Regions from separate parts of the Sus scrofa genome. Here all the other regions are linked to region 2. The links are chromatin contacts, called in public HiChIP or PLAC-seq maps. All regions are on one chromosome and are shown on one strand. Each heading gives the region's core, a stretch centred on a gene start, on an enhancer-like site or on the middle of the called end of the contact. The rest is flanking DNA. Distances are from core to core; before and after follow the strand shown.

The links. HiChIP or PLAC-seq counts read pairs in DNA pulled down with a chosen protein or histone mark.
Region 1: an H3K27ac HiChIP or PLAC-seq map of alveolar macrophages shows a contact between it and region 2. The contact joins the promoter of IRF9 here to the promoter of RBM23 in region 2. A contact is called at or near these places in 1 of 5 promoter capture datasets (fetal liver) and 1 of 2 datasets of contacts at active chromatin or transcription factors (alveolar macrophages).
Region 3: an H3K27ac HiChIP or PLAC-seq map of skeletal muscle shows a contact between it and region 2, with 2.8 times the contacts expected there. The contact joins the promoter of ZFHX2 here to the promoter of RBM23 in region 2. A contact is called at or near these places in 1 of 5 promoter capture datasets (liver), 1 of 47 Hi-C or Micro-C datasets (embryonic fibroblasts) and 2 of 2 datasets of contacts at active chromatin or transcription factors (alveolar macrophages and skeletal muscle).
Region 4: an H3K27ac HiChIP or PLAC-seq map of skeletal muscle shows a contact between it and region 2, with 3 times the contacts expected there. The contact joins the promoter of FITM1 here to the promoter of RBM23 in region 2. A contact is called at or near these places in 1 of 5 promoter capture datasets (fetal skeletal muscle), 1 of 47 Hi-C or Micro-C datasets (liver) and 2 of 2 datasets of contacts at active chromatin or transcription factors (alveolar macrophages and skeletal muscle).

The regions. Positions count from the first base shown.
Region 1 is chr7:75,138,333-75,141,033 of Sscrofa11.1, forward strand. IRF9 (interferon regulatory factor 9) reads right to left here and starts at 1,309. Exons shown (of 9, transcript NM_001078670.1): 1 at 1,231-1,309; 2 at 23-203. The coding sequence starts at 202.
Region 2 is chr7:76,119,299-76,121,998 of Sscrofa11.1, forward strand. RBM23 (probable RNA-binding protein 23) reads left to right here and starts at 1,427. Exons shown (of 14, transcript XM_021099252.1): 1 at 1,427-1,750. The coding sequence starts at 1,555. It overlaps PRMT5 (protein arginine methyltransferase 5), which reads left to right. Exons shown (of 17, transcript NM_001160093.1): 17 at 1-319.
Region 3 is chr7:75,553,450-75,556,149 of Sscrofa11.1, forward strand. ZFHX2 (zinc finger homeobox protein 2) reads left to right here and starts at 1,427. Exons shown (of 11, transcript XM_021099229.1): 1 at 1,427-2,700. It overlaps THTPA (thiamine-triphosphatase), which reads right to left and starts at 272. Exons shown (of 3, transcript XM_001928723.7): 1 at 1-272.
Region 4 is chr7:75,166,857-75,169,556 of Sscrofa11.1, forward strand. It overlaps FITM1 (fat storage inducing transmembrane protein 1), which reads right to left and starts at 1,384. Exons shown (of 2, transcript NM_001128470.1): 1 at 1,114-1,384; 2 at 130-739. The coding sequence starts at 1,379. The coding sequence ends at 133. LOC110261592 (a long non-coding RNA gene) reads left to right here. Exons shown (of 2, transcript XR_002345920.1): 2 at 74-882.

The DNA of each region.
Region 1 (2,701 bases), core at 59-2,558, 980 kb before region 2:
GGCCGGTTTCCAGGCCCTTCACCTTGAAGAAGGCTGCATCCTGATCCTCCCGGAAATCCTGCTTGCCCGCATGCTTCCAGGGAATCCGGAACATGGTCTTGGCGTCGTCGTCCCAGCACACTCCTGGGAACTGCCCGCTCTCCACTTGCTCCACCACCCAGTTCCGGAGCTTTCGGGTGCAGCGAGCCCTGCCTGAAGCCATCCTGGGGATAAGATCAGTGGGAAGCTGTCACTGGACATTTTGGGAAGAGTGAGATCCTCGCCAGAGGGACTGGATTCTGGCAAAGGGCTGCCAGAGACCCCCTCTGTCTTTTGTCTCTGGACATATCTCAGAATTCTGAGGCTGAATTGTTTTGTTTCTGTCATCACTAGCAATCACCGGAAATACTTTAACATCCCAAGATGTAGCATCTGGAGTTCCTGTTGTGGCGCAGTGGTTAACAAATCCGACTAGGAACCATGAGGTTGCAGGTTCGATCCCTGGCCTTGCTCAGTGAGTTAAGGATCCAGCGTTGCCGTGAGCTGTGGTGTAGGTCGCAGACGCAGCTCGGATCCCACGCTGCTGTGGCTCTGGCTGTGGCCGGTGGATACAGCTCTGATTAGACCCCTAGCCTGGGAACCTCCATGAGCCTCGGAAACGGCCTTAGAAAAGGCAAAAAGACAAACAAACAGGCAAACTACCAAGATGTAGCATCTGGAAGGCAACAGGAATTGGTCTTAAGACTTTTTAGGAATCTATTGTTTGGAAGGAAAATGCCCTGGTGTCCTGCTCCCAGTGAGAGAGCTTGACACCCCCAAGCATTTGCAGATACAGCAGCTGCTTGAGATGCCTCATCAACCCTCTTCACCCACCATCCCCACAACTTATCCTTTGATGCCCCCTAACCCTCCCCCCTGCTTGTCCCAGGGGTAGGTGGGGCAGAGAGAGGGGGCAGAGCTGGGGCGGAAGTGGGCAGGGCCAGAAGGCAGCAAAACAATCGGGGATGGGGCAATGCCTTCTTCCCTCAAGAACCCGGTAGTAGGTCCTCCTGTCCTTTGCCAACAGATAAGGTGTGGGACACCGGCCCCTGACCAGTCTTTCACTCAAGCCAAACTTCCAGCTCCCTGGTTCACAAGCCTTCTGGTATTCCTCTGTCTAGCAGGGGGGTCCCTAGGAGCCCCCACCCACCACCTCCCGCAGGGCTTCCCCGACCTTGACCCAGGCTGACAGCCGTTTTTGGTTAATCTTACCTGAGCTGCTGTGCAGGCTGTCCCAGGGCTCAGCCGACCACAGCTCAGCTCCCGGCTAGGCAGCTTCTGGATTTCTCCGCCCCTTTCTACAGTCCCCACCCTAAGTTTCAGTTCTCCTTCAGGGAGGTCCGTTTCCCCGAAATCACGTGGTCTCCGAGTTGCAGGGCAACTGGTTGCCACTAGGGGGAAGCAGCAGCTGAGATGCTTATGGTTGGCCCGCTGGGCCTCATTCCCTTTCCTCCCTCAGGACACTTCTTGCTCGGATCCCACCATCTCTGTGACACAGCTGCTTCCCCAGGGAGGCTGCAGTATCCTGGAGTCTGGCCTGGGGCCGCTGGTTAGCTCTGTACTACTTGGGCATCTGCCTTCCCCTACAGTGCCTGCTTGCTACCTACTAGGTGAGCCCACACATCAGCTGGATTTGGTGAAAGCAAGGAGGCAGGGAAAGAGAAGCTCAGGCCAGGGGGCTGGATGCGGAGGGCCTCCCCTGGCCAGCCGCGAGGCCAGTTCCTTCTTGGCCTGAGTCCAGAGTGGGCTGGTCAGCGGGCTGAGGGAGCCCTTTTGGCAAAGCTCTGTTCACCACCCCCCCTTCCCTGGTGCCCCCAGATGGTGGGGTCAGGAAGAAGGACCACCAAGAAGCCTGGGCAAGGAAATGCCTCTTTATTAGTGCTGGAGCTGCTCCTGAGGAAGTCGGACCAAGGGACCCTCGCCCTCAGCTACTTCCTCCTGCGGGGGATACTCTGTCCCAAGGGCACCTCTTCTATCAGCTTCTGCAGAAGGAGAGAGAAGATGATGAAACGAAGCACAGGGCTCAGACACAGGCAGGACAGGGGATTTCTAGGGAGTGGGCTCAGGGGCCAGGCCGGGGGAAGGCTTTACCTGCAATAAGCGTGCGTGATAGGTTGGGGGATCCTCCCCAGGCAGCGGCTGGGGGTGCATGTGCAGGTAGCGCTCGGCAGCTGTCTCCAGCTCCTCCACCTCATACAGGGTGGCTGGGTCCAGAGAGTGGGCATTGATGAGGCTCACAAGATATTCTTTGTAGTGTGCCCTGGGGAGATGATAGAGCGAAATATTTGTTCTTCTGTTTGGCTGATCCTCGGATGAACAAGACCGACACCCCTCACCCGTGGCTCGGTAGGCGCTTGCCAACCTGCGCCCACTGCCTGCTACTACCTCTCTTTGCCTCTTGCCTGGAAGGGCCCCATCTCCCACTCCTTGCAGGACCTACTGATCCCAGAGACCCAGTCCCTCTGTCTCCCCCCCACTGCCATGCTTCATGCCCTGCCTGCCACTCACTGGCAGAGGCCAGCATAGCCAGCAGGAGTCTCCTTGCCACAGGCTTCGTCCCGGAAGCCATTGGGCACCTCCTTCTGCTCCATCACTCGGCAGCCACCTAGGGGTAAGGGAAGGAAGGGACTCTGTCAGGGGGAGGAAGGCCATGGACCACAAAGCCCCAAGAGAGCTGGGATAT
Region 2 (2,700 bases), core at 177-2,676:
CATGGGTTCTGATTTGCCTTGCCCATCAGAGAGGAGCATTTCAGTCAGCTTTCCTACCTTAGGCCATGGGCAAAGGGTGAGAATTGCAGGGCTTGCGCTGCCAACCTGTGAAGACCTCTGGCTAAGGCATGAGGAGTTTGTGCTGGATCTGAGGCTGCTCCAACAGGCACTCAGCCTCAAGTGCTCCCTGGAATAGCCCTGAGAACATGTGGATTGAACAAATTTTCAGCCTTTTTCCCTGCCCATCTCTGTTCCTGTTTTGGTGGTTTTGTGTAAGGAGGAAATACAAATAAAGTGAAGTTATGGCCTTTCCTGCTCCAACCCTGTTGCCCCCTGCCTGTTTCTCCACCCCTTACTTACACAAATTCAGACCTGTGCTCTTTTCCAAGACACGAAGGGACCTTGCTTTATTTCCTATTTAAGAAGCTTAGTGGTGACTCTTGGACTCCCAGGTCCAGCTACAGTGCGGTCTTATCCATTAGGACCTGTGATAAGGCTCTTGTCTGGGGACAGGGCAGGGTGCTGCCATGAAGAAAGATGGGGTAGTGAGTGAAGCCAGCCACCCTTTCACCTTCCTGAGCTGCTGCACTGCCAGCTCCTTTGTTACTTCTTGGGAGAAATACTGGAAGTTACCCAGACTCCTGCAGCCAGAAGCCGCATATTTTGTTTGAATAAAATCACAGGGTTAAAGTTGGAAATCCTCAGACATAATCCAGTTCTACATTTACAGAGGAAGGATTTGAAATTGGTACAATGATATAAAGTTAATATACCAAATTAGGACTCAACATGATTCCTCTCACTTCGTGGCCCTCTCCATGTTTTAACCAGCTACGTTTCTGGCAGCTGAAGTCTTAGGGTTCTGGAAGCCCTTGGGTCATGAGTGTGGACAATTCCTTCTCTTTATGGTTAGAGGGATGAGTATTGTTGCACCCAAAGAGTCACTTGCGAAACTCTTTTCTTGTGGTTTCGAGGTGTGTGGGGCACTGATTTGAACTGAAGGTATGTGAGCTGTAGGACCAGGCAGAATGTGGAAGACTAATCTGACCGACTAATCAGGTCCAAGCGCTGAGGACAGAAGGCGGCGGCTAGGAGAGAATGTAGACAGAATGAGGATGTGGAGCCCAGCATTCCTCCCCACGTGAAGCAAATGCAGTTGCTCTCTATAAAGCCGTCCTGGATAAGCTTAATGAGACCCCGTCTTGCCAAAATAGAATAGGGACCGGCAAGGACGTCACTGTACCTCCCCGTTGGCTCCGCCCACAGCGTTGACCTAGCTTCAGGAGTGCGGGGGAGCTGGGCAGGCGAGTCCTTGCCGCGTCTGCGCCGGGTTTCCCCGCCCTGTCGCAAGCCATTTAACCAATGAGAGCGATGGGCGGATGTCTAAAGCTTCTGCTTTTCCCCAGTCTTGGAAAGGTTAGCCAATCAATGGGAACTTGATGGTTGCTAAGAGACCTTTGAGCTTGGCTCCACCCTTGCTTAGGATTTTAGCCAATGAAAATCTGTACTTTGGACTGTTGCCGCTAAACCGGAGAGGTTCGTTCTGCCGCCTGAATGTTTCCGCGCCTGCGCAGATCGGGGAAGGTTCTGGAAGACTGTGGAGCTGCCGCCATTTTGCGGGAAGTGGAGCAGCTCCGGTTGCTGTGGTGCTTTTATTGCGGAGTGTCTGGAAGAGAGACATACTTAGCACCCTCCGACACACCCAGAGGAACCGAAGGAACCGGGGTCCCCCTGCGGGGACCCGGAACTGGTAAGAAACCCCGAAACCGGTCCCCCCGTCGCGACGTCACCTATGCGTGACGTTGTCGCACGGCCCCTCCCCCTTACGTCAGAGGCAGAAAATGGCGTTAAGAGCAGAATGGGGCAAACTTTTAAAATAAATTTTTTTTGGCTTTCTTTGATCTGGAAGTGTTCGCTACTTAATTGTTGTCCACTGGCACTGTATTAGGGATCGGCAGCCTCGTGGCTGTGTCTACCGATGAAAGACTGTTTCAAGGATCCCCGTGACTGATCCCTTTCCAGGTTCCCACATTGCTGATGTTTAGAGTCCCACGTACTGTGGAGGGACAGTCTCAGAGGACACTTGGGATCGGTTTTCAGGCCCTAGTGGCACTACTCAGAGAGATGAGGGAATTGAGATTTATTCCTCAGTGTCTGAAGTTTCACGTTCCGTGTTTGGTCACTGCTCACACATTCCGTGGCGGCGGTAGAGGAATATAGTGAGGCCACAAACGAGGTTTCAGCATCAGGATACCGGCCCTCGCAGAGATGCTGCCCGTCGGTTACTTGTAGGTCCGTGTTTTGAAATGTGGCCTTGGCTTGTTACACAGCGTGGGGAATGTTTTTATCTTTTTCATTGTTGCTGTACTTAATTAAGCTGTCTTGTGCCCAGCTCAGTGACCGGACCCAGGAGATGGCGCTACCATCACCCCTGGAACTTCAGCGTTTGGTGAATTATGCCCAATCCAGGCCAACCGCGGTTCTTCATTCTCCTTTGCCCCCGCAGCAGTGGGACCCAAGCGCTGACGTGGGTCTTGACTGTGTGGCATGACAGGGTCCATGCAGCGCCATGGTTGTGGAACCCTAATGCAATTTTTCAGAGCAGGGTTGGAGGAAAGCAAAGTTTTAATGGATGGGATTGAATGGACTTTGACCAGTAATTAGGACTTAATTTGAAAACTTCCAACCAGAAAACTCATA
Region 3 (2,700 bases), core at 177-2,676, 570 kb before region 2:
CGGGTTGGAAAAGGCCTTGAGTGCCCAACTGAGGAGTTTGTCATTGAGTTTCCAGTTGCTACTGAGCAGGCTTTGTCAGGAATAGAAATATTCATGTTCACTTAAAACACAGGTTAAGGATCTGTCGTAGTCACTGCAGCAGCTAAGGTTGCTGCTGTGGAGTAGTTTGATCTCTGGCCTGGGAATTTACACATATCATGGGGCAGAGAGAAGTAAATTTAGAAAATAAAAACACTGGAAGACCTGAAAATGGCCCTTCGACTGCTTTGGGAGACAAAATAGAGAAGGCTAAGGAGTTCCCTGGTGGTCTAGTGATTAGGATTTGGGGCTTTCACCACTGCAGCCTGGTTTCAATTCCTGGTTTGGGAGGACCAGGCTGCTTACTCCCATATCAAGCTGCTTACCACCGCCCCCCACCGGTTCCAAAAAATAGAAAAGACTCCTTCTCCTTACTCCTTACTGGGACTATGGTTACCTGGAAGCATCAACTGTATGTCTGACTCTTGGGTAAGGTAGTTTGAGGAGGAACAGCAGCAGCTCTTGTCAACTCCTGGGCTCCCTCTTATGATGAGTGAGAAGTGCTAGGGTGGGCACCTGCCCTCCCCAGTATGTTTCTAGAAACATGTGACCTGTGGGAGGTACTGTGGGGAGGACACCAGTTTATAGACATGGCATCTTCAACTTAGAGTGTCTTGGATGCATACCCCCCCACACCCCACCCTATGATGGGCACCAATGGGCAGGGAGGGGAGCAACCTCAGCCCCTAATTCCTTTTGCTGGTCTGCTTGTCATCTGTACTTTGCTTTTCGGTTTTGTTGCTCAGGGGAAGACGTAATCTCTCCCCCCCCCCCCCCCGCCCAGAGTTATAAGGTCCAATCCAGTGGGGCTGAGGCGTAAGTTTAAGGAAAAGAAAAGACCAGACTCTAAAGCTGGATAGACCTGGAGTTGACAACTCCCATCTTCACTTTATTGGTGTTGGGCAATGGGCAAGCTACTTCGCCTCCTTAAACCTGTTTTCTCTTTGGTAAAATATGGGCTGTTTCACAGTTAAGTGTGAGGGGTCAAGGACAAACTGTCACACCACAGAGATTCAAAATGTTAGTTTCTTTCTCCTTTTTTCCTGTGAACTCCCCAAGATATTTTTCTTTTAAGGGAATTAGGCTATAGCAGCCAGTGTGGGCTCTGGAATGAAACCATTAAGAGTGGCTCAGCAGGTTAAGAGCCGGACTAGTATCCATGAGGATGCCGGTTCTACCCCTGGCCTCACTCAGGGGGTTAAGGATCCAGCACTGCCGCGAGCTACAGTGTAGTTCAAGGACAAGCCTCGGATCTGGTGTTGCTGTGGCACAGGCTGGCAGCTGCAGCTCCAATTCCACCCCTAACCTGGGAACCTCCATATGCCATAGGTGTGGTCCCAAAAAAGAAAGAAAAATATTTTTGAATCCTGGGAATTCCCTGGTGGCCTAGCAGTTACAGACTGGGCATTGTCACTGCCGCACTGCTGCAGCTTGGGTCACTACTGTGGTACAGGCTTGATCCCAGAATCTAGCAGCCACATGCCACAGACACAGCCAAAAAAAATTTTTTTTTTGAAATCTGGCATGAATGATGTTCACTTATTGGCTTTGTGACCTTGGGGCAATTAGTTAGCTTGTTTGTGTCCTGGTTTCATCAACTGTAGAAGTAGATTAAGTAAGTTTATATATGCAAAAGTGCCTGGAACTGTGCTTATGCACTCAATACATTTTAGCAGTTATCATTATTAGAATACAGGAAAGCTTATGAGGTGATAAGATGAGAATGGGGAGCCAGAACCTCCCCTCCCTCTCCCCCAACTCTGGGTACTATGGTGCCAGCTCCAAGCCAGTGCCACCAAGAAGGGCAGGATCCTTTAACACTTTCCCATCTTCTCCTCCTTTTGCCTACAGCAGTCATGTGTTTTGTTATTTTGCTTTAAATCAGTTCCATAACGAGACTTGGCTTCTACCAGCTTCCCAGAGCCATCAGAGGCCTCTCTCTATTTTTCCCACTCTTTTTTTGCCTTGTTAGTTCCCCTTCCTTCCTGTTAGGTGCTAGAATCTTATCCTCCATAGCAATTATTCTGAGTCCCTAGGAGCTTCAATCTCCTCCAAGCACTGACAGAGTCGAGCAGGTGGCCAGGACTGCTGGCCTACCTTACTTCAGGCCTCAGGTCCCTCACACGGTCCACGAAGGCATGCGGACACCACGCTCTAGGGCGGTGGGCGGGCAGGAGCCAAGTGACTACAACTCCCGGCATACACCGCGGCGGGTGGGCCGCTGCACCTGCTCAGTGGGGCCGCCCCGGGCGCCTGGGTATTGATTATTCCATTGTGTGGGACGCCTCGTCTCCAGCCAGTGAATGAGGCGGAGGAGTGAGGGCGAGGAGGAGGAGGAGGAGGGCGAGGAGGAGGAGGAAAAGGAGGAGGAGGAGGCAGGGAGCGAGCGAGTGCCCAGGGTGAATCAATGGAAACCCCCTCACGAAGCCGGGAAAACACTTCAGCCGCAGCCAAATAGCATTGATTATTTTCCTTCACTTCCCTCACCGCCGTGAATTTATTTATTTATTTTTTTCCTTCTCCGTCCCCGACGCCCCGGAGTGAGCGCTGGAGGGAGGGAGGAGGAGGGGAAAAAAAGGAATCAACACATCGGAGAAGTCCCTTCCAAGAGCCACCCCCTCC
Region 4 (2,700 bases), core at 134-2,633, 950 kb before region 2:
TCAGTGACAGCAAGCAATGGCTGAGGAACCCTGGTGACAATTACCCTTTCCTTACCCTTCCCATCCTTTGCAGGTCCCACCAAGCAAATGATGAGTGGAGCCAGAGCCAGGCCCAACGTGCCTTTATTTCTTTCAGTTATGCTTGCGGCTGGGGTGAGTGAAGAGCCCATGGCCCGGGCTCCCCGGAGACCAGGGCTGATGATACCAGCTGCCGTAGGTTAGGTACCAGGCAAAGGTGCCCACTGCGGCACCCACCACCTTGTGGGTATACTGGTGGAAATAGATGACCGTACAGAGCAGCAAGAAGTTCCAGAGGCCCAGCAACAGCACGTTGAGCAGAAAGACGAGGCGCAGGGGCGCACCGGCGGGCAGCCCATGGGCCAGGTACTTGGCGAACACGGCTGCTTCCTCGGCCATGAGCAGGCAGCAGAAGGTGAGCAGGAAGGTGTGGGAGGAGACGGTGTAGCCTCGCCACTGGTGGCCGGCCGCCAGGCAGCTGCGGCGGTCTGGCAGCTCGTGGAGCAGCAGGCCCTGGGGCAGAGGCTCGAAGCAGGAGCCGGTCAGGTCCTCAATGAGCAGGAAGGCCCGTCCGGCCCCTCGCCACACGGCGGCCCCCACCACCAGCCGGCTCAGGTGCCTCGCTGTCACTGCCACGCGCCGTGTAGCCAGGAACACCACCAGCAACACGAAGCCCCCCAGGAAGGTGCACGTCCAGCCCCATGCCGAATTCACAAACTTTCTGTGGGCAGAGAAGAGGGAGAGCTCCTGAGGTCCCTGAGCCCCATCTCCCCACCCTGCTCTGTTTCCATTACAGCTTTGTCTCCAGTCCCACCCATCATCCCTGGGTCTCTGTCTCCTGTGCTCTCCAGCCACCAACTGCATGCATTTAAACTTGGCCAACTCCTCAGCGGCCCACTCAGCCTTCTGGGGCCTGTGTTTCCTCTTCGGCCCTGCTCCTGTACCCCCATGACTCTGTTCCCCTCCCCCCTTGACCTTCTCTTCAACCTCCCAGCCTATTTTTAGTATCCTGGACTGGCAGGAGGACAGAAACCTGGAGGGAGCTGGGATCCCAGAGCCCAGGGAGCCAGCGCCCACGGCCTCGAGTGGACTCACATGTTGAAGAAGTTGCCGTGGCTGGCGAAGATGGTCCGAGGGTTGACATGGAACTGCAGAAGGGGCCCGAAGATGACCACGGCTGCCAGCCAGGCGTGGTAGAGGCGCCGCAAGCAGGGGCTACCCAGGAGGCGGGCAGCCTGTTCACTTCCAAAGTATAGCAAAGCAGAGGCCACCCACAGCAGCACCTTGACTAGGCAGCCCAGCAGTGTCCGGATCCGGGCCCCGGCCCCCAGCCCTGCCCCCACCACCGGCCCCCGCTCCATGTTCCCTCCCCTCCCCACTAACAGCTCGCTCTGCTGGGCAGCTGAGGAGGGGCTGATGGGGCCCCCCCTGGACAAGGACAGGCAGTGACAGGTGTGGCAGACATAGAGCAGAGCTGTGTTGGCAGCTGGCAGGCGGGGGAGAGGGGCGGGGGGCAATAAGGGGCCAGGGCAGAGGGCTGCCACGTCAGCAGGGTTCCTGCCATGGGTGTGTGTCCTGACAGCGGCCTGTATCCTTCCCTCAGTCCTGTGTCCCCTTGACCCTCTAGGTCTGTGTCTTCAGCTCAGACTATGTTCTAGTTCACATTTCAGGGCCATGCCTGCTGTTCAGGGCTGTTTTTGTCCTCAGCCTGCTTGGGTCTGCCTGTCCCTGTTTGGTCAAAGTCATCCCCACCTCACCCAGGCTGGACTCTCAGAGCCCCAAAGGTCAGGTTCACTCCTAGGTGATGGGGGGGTGGAGACCCTAGAAGGAAAATCCCCAGCTTGGAGTCCACGAAAACTTAGGTTGTAGAACCGTGACACACAGAGGTTCCTGCACCAGGGATTGAACCTGAGTCTCAGTGGTGAGAATGCCGAAACAATTTTTACACATTTCCTGTGATCATAAGGTGCTAAAAGTTAACAATTTTTTTCTTCTAGGTTGAATTTCCATATATTGTTAGTAGTACAAATTTCAAAATTGTTAGTATAAAATGTACTATTAGTACAACAAACAATTCACACAATTTGGTAATTAACAATGAACTAAGATTATATTGGAAATCCATTTCTTTTTTTATTATTAAATTAACTTTTTTAATATAATGATTATTATTTTTTTCCATTATAGCTGGTTTACAGTGTTCTGTCGATTTTCTACTGTACAGCATGGTGACCCAGTTATACCTACATGTATACATTCTTTTTTCTCACATTATCATGCTCCATCGTAAGTGACCAGACATAGTTCCCAGTGCTATATAGCAGGATCTCATTGCTAATCCATTCCAAAGGCAATAGTTTGCATCTACTAACCCCAAGCACCACATCCATCCCACTCCCTCCCCCTCGGCAGCCACAAGTCTATTCTTCAAGTCCATGATTTTCTTTTCTGTGGAAAGGTTAGTTTGTGCCATACATTAGATTCCAGATACAAGTGATATCATATGGCATTTGTCTTTCTCTTTCTGATTTATTTCACTCAGTATGAGACATACGGAGGTTCCCAGGCTATGTGCTGAATTGGAGCTGTAGCCGCCAGCCTATGCCACAGCAACCCAAGATTGGAGTCGTGTCTGTGACTTACAGCAACGCCAGATCCTTAACCCACGGAGTGAGGCCAGGG